2 separate regions of the Mus musculus genome follow, and region 1 is linked to region 2. The links are chromatin contacts, called in public capture Hi-C maps. All regions are on one chromosome and are shown on one strand. Each heading gives the region's core, a stretch centred on a gene start, on an enhancer-like site or on the middle of the called end of the contact. The rest is flanking DNA. Distances are from core to core; before and after follow the strand shown.

Region 1 (2,977 bases), core at 166-2,665, 910 kb after region 2:
CCAGGTGCTTACTGTTTGCTTCAGTCCCCAGTTCACAGTACTATGTTAATTCCATCTACCTACAAGCAACTTAAATTCAGGAACCAAGCACTGTTTATGTAGGAGCCTCTTCAATATCTAGCCCCGTGTTTTACATAGACAGGAACCCAGCCATTGTTGTTGAATAGAGCCATTGAAATATAGCATTTTAAAAGAATAATTCTGGATGATTAATCTGGCTGTGGCATGTGAGAGAGACGGAAAAGTACAAAGAATGGAAGCAGAGGAATCGCTTAAGTAGCTGTGATAATGTACTACTATGTGACAGCAAGGCCTAGACCATGGTGATGGCTGTGGGGATAGAAACAGAGTATGAAAGACATTTTAGAGACAAAATAAAGGCATAGTGGCAGTGACTGGATAGAGTGGCAGATGGGTGTGGCAGAAACAATAAGCTGATCACCACACAAATCCATGACTTCTAGAGGGTTCTCAACAAGTGACAATCCAGTTGGAGCCTCCCTACCCCAGGCTTACTCACACTTATCTGAACTACACAACTAACATTAGCCATTGAAATGCAAGAGGAAGTTACATATGCTACTTCTGAGTTGGTGTGGCTAAAAACAAATGGGTAGAAATATCCCTGTGACCCCCACAGTGACCTTTTACCAACTCAACCTGGAAAGAAAGAAAGAAAGTTAGGGCCCCAAGAGAGGAAGATGCCTATGTCCCAGAGTGGCTGCCCAGTCGAGAACACTGACAGGCTCTGGGTCAGACCTAACTTGCGTTGAGTCACTGAAACTTTCATGTTTGCTTGTTAGTGCAGCAACTGCTACCTTACTAACAATAAACAGAAAGGGACAGGGACAGTTGTGGATGCTCTTTGGTGGCACTGTCTTAATATAATGAGAGATTTCAGTAGCAGGATCATTTAAGAGGGAAGTTATCAACACCTAACTGAATAACATCCTCACTCGAGGAAATGACATAAACTTGGGATGAGAAGACTTAACTCTGTATTCAGCAGCTCTCCTTAAAAACTAATCCATCTTGTGCTGAAAGATGATTTGGTGCTCCAGAGTGTGTACTGCACTTGCAGAGAACTCAGGTTTGGTTCCTGGCAACCATAACTGGAGGCTCACAAATACTTATTCTAAGGGACCATGATTTTCCGAAGAGTGAGAGATACCCTGGACTCAAATAGTGTGTAAAAGCAAAGAGTGTTTTATGCTGCAGAAATCCAGCATGCTGGGGTCTCCCAATTACCAAGATAAAGAGATAACCAAGTGAGCTCCCAGGCCACATTTACAGCACATTAGTGGAATTCCCGGATAGGTGACCTTCATCCTGCTCCATCTCTAGGGACTTTCCAGAACAGTTACCAGGCACTGGGGGGCTGGAAACTGTTGCTAAGGAAGTCTGGAAACTGCTGCTGACTCATTGTCCTTGCCTCAGGCAACTTGCAGAGCAACTTCTAAGGCCTGGACTTTGCCTGGACTTGCCCAGTTCTTATAAACAGAGATTTAGGCCTTGTCTCCTGAACTGCCAATTTGAAGCCTGTCATGAAATCAACCTAGCCTTTTCTTTATAACCCTAGCTCCAAGGGATCTGACACCCTCTTCTGGCCTCTGTGGGCACTAAACTCACATGCTCAAACCCACATCCCCAGCTTCCCTTTGCCTCAGCCTTTGCTCTCAATTTCCTTATCTGCTGGACAATATGCAGAGAAAAGTCTTGTAAGCAATAAATAGGTATTCTGATGTAAAACATTATTATAACCTTAGCATCCACTGTTAAAACTGTAGGAGGCCATATTGATCTCTTCAATGAGAAAACAATAAATCTTAATAACAGTTACTAAAACTGAACCCTTCCTTACCTCATATAATTTTCATGATATAGATACTATTATTATCATTAATTTATAATGAAAAAAATCTGAAGCACAGATGGGTTATGCAATTTTCCCAAGATCATGTCACTAGTAAGTGGAAAAGTGGGGATCAAGCCTAGGCAGGCTGACCCCCAAATTTTTGCCCTTAACCACCACAGAAGGATGTCCTTTCAAGGCACATCTCCCTCCTCTTAGATGTGAAATCTCAGGTCGTGTCACACAGGTGGTTATGCACTAAATATAGAGTATAGTGACAGAGAAAGCAATTTTCTCCCCGGGAAAATTCTAGTTTCTCATAAAAGGCTGGTTCTGCAGAAAATCACTGAGCTGAGAATGCATAAATTACTAAGGAAACTGAACCAGATATTTGAGCAGAATTTATGTTGATAGAAGAAAAAAACAAAATGAGCCTTCCCCTTGCTGTATCTCTCAAATATGATGCTGAAGGGATAAGCATATGGATTTACTTCAGTATTTCCCAGTTCTCCCCCTGTGATTTTAAAACATATGAAGGTCATCAGGGAGATGGACATCAGTTCCTTGAACCCCTTCCAACGAAAGCACTAGTTTCAGGTGACAAAAAGTTTGCATCAAGGGGAACCTTCATCCCAGAAGCACATAGCATGTAAGCTGGGTGCTGTGAGATGCCAGGAGTGCCCACAACATACCCTTTCCTCCCAAGGCCCCAAGGAAAGTCTCACACCAGCAAAAAAAAATTGTCTGAAGACAATTGACATCAAGTGAACCTCCTTCTGGACAAATCCACCCATGCCCAGGATGGTCCTCTGGAATCCACCTGAAGCCTTAACATAAAGGAATAGGTTTTTATTCACATGTGCTTGAATCTAATCAGAGAAAATGTCATGCTATTTGTGGTGGTTCATGCCTCTTATCTGCCCTTGGGAGGTAGAAGTAATACTATCAGGAGCTCAAGACTCATCTCTGCCACCTAGCAAGTTTAAGGCCAGACTGGACTACATTAAACCCTGTCTCAAAAAAGTAAAGAGAACTTTTTATATCTGGACACCCTAGGGAATGTGGTTCTCCTTAAGTACCACCTTACTCATGCCTACTGATGCTGTTTGTGGTCATCTTCAGCCT
Region 2 (2,700 bases), core at 195-2,694:
AATCCAAACTACCTACAAACCCAAGGTCCTGGAGCAAACCGTTTCTCAGCTCTTAGCTTAAACTTCATTTCTAATGTGAGGTTCAAATGAAATGAAACCTATGGTTGATTTGGATGCTATAGGGGATACACCACAGCTTCCCACCACCCTTCTCAAGGGAGGGCTTTCCTTAATAACTTCCAGGGCACAGGTCTCTTTCCTTGAAAGAGTTAGCGTATATGGGTATAAGACGTGAATGAAGTAGCATGGTGTAGTTTGCCTGGCCCAGGTTTGCCTGTTTGTTTGTGCAGGACAATAGGCTTGTGTGATGATAGAACTTAGGATCTGATAACTCCAGTTTTTACTTTACTTTTAGTTGCCCCAAGATTCAGTTTTCTGGTCTGTGAAATGAGGAGAATAAAGGGAGACTTTGGAGCGAGTTCAGAGGTACACACAATGTGTTGGTCGAAATGTCATGGTCAGAGTAAGGGGTCTTTATTATTACTCTTGATTTTAGAACAGAAAAACAAACAAACAAACAAACAAACAAACAAACATGCAACCCCACTCAAAGATGTAGAAAGAGAAAAATGGAACCCACTGCCTTTAGGATCCAAGAATAGACTTACTAGCAATCTTCATCTGCTCAATGCAGGGAAGGCAGGGAAGTCCCTTAGTCACAGTTCCTATCTACATTCAGATCACACATCTCACCAAAGAAAAAGATAAAGATGGTGGAAGCCATGGACTGTCATAACCGCATCAACATATCTACAGCAGTGGATGCATACAGAGACTGTACTTAACAAACAAAAGTGAATACTTCCGAATCTCAGAGCAAACAAAATCGGTGCATATTGGGGGTGTGGGGTGTGGGGTAATGTCCCCAGCTGGAGAAGAGTCCGGGTGGCTACTTAGACTCTGCTCAGCAGCCAGGCATGGACTTTGAAAGTAGCTGGTCAGGGGTAGAACTTCAGGCAAGGGGTGGAAAGAAACAGGGAGGGGTGGAGAGAAGGAAGCAAGGACTCCTTACACAGCAGCACGAGGCTGAGGAAGTGATTTCCCCTACCCCGCCCCGCCCAGGGGCTCATGGGAGGGAACCTACTGGTTCCCCAGACTCGTGAGAACTCATGCTTCGGAGGGTCTTATAAGTGCCTTTTGGAAACTCAGCATTTGTTAACTTGTCACCGCATAAAGGCAGGAGAGAAGCCTGACATTTTTCTGACGCCTGAAAGCGAAAGAAGAAAGGGTTCTTACTGTCAGGGCCACATCCTGAATGACAGGGGTCAGTGTGTGCAACCGATCCGTGTGGGCGCAGGCTTCTAATTATTTCCTGGATAACCTGTTATCTATTATCCATCAGGCGCCTTGCCAGAATATGCTAACGTCTCCAGAGTTCCTGCTCTGGAGTCTGAGGAACTTGTTTTCATTTTTAAAGGGGACGCAGGCGTTGAGTGACAGCAGCTGGGTATCACAGTAGAAGGGCTACCCTCTGTTGGGCTTGAGCTGATAGAGAGCAAAGGCTACTAAGGTGTGGGTGGGACGGGTGGGGTCAGAGTGGGGCGCCCGAGGGGGTGAGGGGGCCCAAGCCCCTGGTCAGAAACAAAACATTTTCTCCTCAGGACTCCTTCCCTCAGGCTTCTCTTGGAGACTTGGCTGTAATCAGAAATGTCTGGAAATTTTTTCTGAGAAAGTTGAGTTTTCTTAGGCTGTAGTCATTTGCTGGACAAACACGGAAGCTCTTCAAAGAACCTTCTTCTGGGAGACAGGGAAGGGAGGATCCACACCCAGGCGAGCTATCAACTATCAGTCACACCCTGGCCTATATTTGTACTAAAGCACAAAGAAAAGTCAGCCAGTGGGAGGGGACCACAAATATGGGACATTGTTCTGTTTTCTAAAGATAGCCCTTGTTCATTTATTTAAAATTTGGAAAGTCCAGGAAAAAAAAAAGACTAGAAGTTGATTTCTCAGAGGCCCATTGTCCTTGTTAACATTTTGGCTTAGGATGTACCCCCTTCCGCCATGTTAATTTATACCAACCCTTGAAAGCCAGGACTTTTAAGCTAAAAATATAATGCTTCCCTTTCATTCTTTGGAAGCGTGGGGAGGGCAACGTGTTGTTTAGCGCTGGAGTTTAAGGTCAGAGTTCTGGAACCCTCAGAAGGCCCATGTTGCCAGGCTAAAGGTGAGCCCTGCTTACTCCCCAGGGCCTGGGATGGCTAAAATCCAGGGCCTTTTGTTTCAAACAGAGCAAGGGGGTTAAAAGAGTATTCCAGTTATCAAAAGCCCACAGACATGGGGCCAGCTCTCCACGGAAGCTTCCAGAAAACTAGAGAAGGTGGAACAAAGTTATCGAAGGTTCAGAAATCGGTTGAAAAGGGACAGATGAGGTAATCAGATACTAGGTGGTTCCAGATTTCTGCCATGGAGCAAATTCCAGGCCAGAGCTCAGGCACAGAAAAGCAAGCCAAACTCCAAGCTCTTAGCGGAGCAGACAGGCCAGGAGAGGCCGGGTGGTGGGAATTGGCCTAGCAGAATGTAAGGGAGGCAGGAATTACACAACGCTGTCTCAAAGGTTTGACGGGAACATTCTGCTGAGCACCAGGCTGTATGGGCACGGGATCATAGGCAAGGCTCCAGGAGATGACAGAAAAAGCAGTTTTAGGGGCACTTACAACATTATACTTTTAAAAATTAGGTTCTGAATTTTAAAAGATT

What was found. Capture Hi-C pulls out chosen DNA fragments and counts their contacts.
Region 1: a capture Hi-C map of embryonic stem cells shows a contact between it and region 2, with 4 times the contacts expected there. The contact joins two enhancer-like sites. A contact is called at or near these places in 2 of 115 datasets of contacts at active chromatin or transcription factors (embryonic stem cells and large pre-B cells) and 1 of 9 other capture datasets (embryonic stem cells).

The regions. Positions count from the first base shown.
Region 1 is chr12:77,968,781-77,971,757 of GRCm38.p6, forward strand. No RefSeq gene overlaps it. Among named protein-coding and RNA genes, the nearest start is that of Gm24070, 160 kb to the left of the region's middle. Within about 2 kb of position 1,416, at least 41 of the 459 cell types and tissues checked have an H3K27ac peak or open chromatin away from gene starts, as enhancers often do. A contact at or near this core is called in embryonic stem cells, where this site is marked.
Region 2 is chr12:77,059,162-77,061,861 of GRCm38.p6, forward strand. No RefSeq gene overlaps it. Among named protein-coding and RNA genes, the nearest start is that of Gm35189, 5.4 kb to the left of the region's middle. Within about 2 kb of position 1,445, at least 189 of the 459 cell types and tissues checked have an H3K27ac peak or open chromatin away from gene starts, as enhancers often do. A contact at or near this core is called in embryonic stem cells, where this site is marked.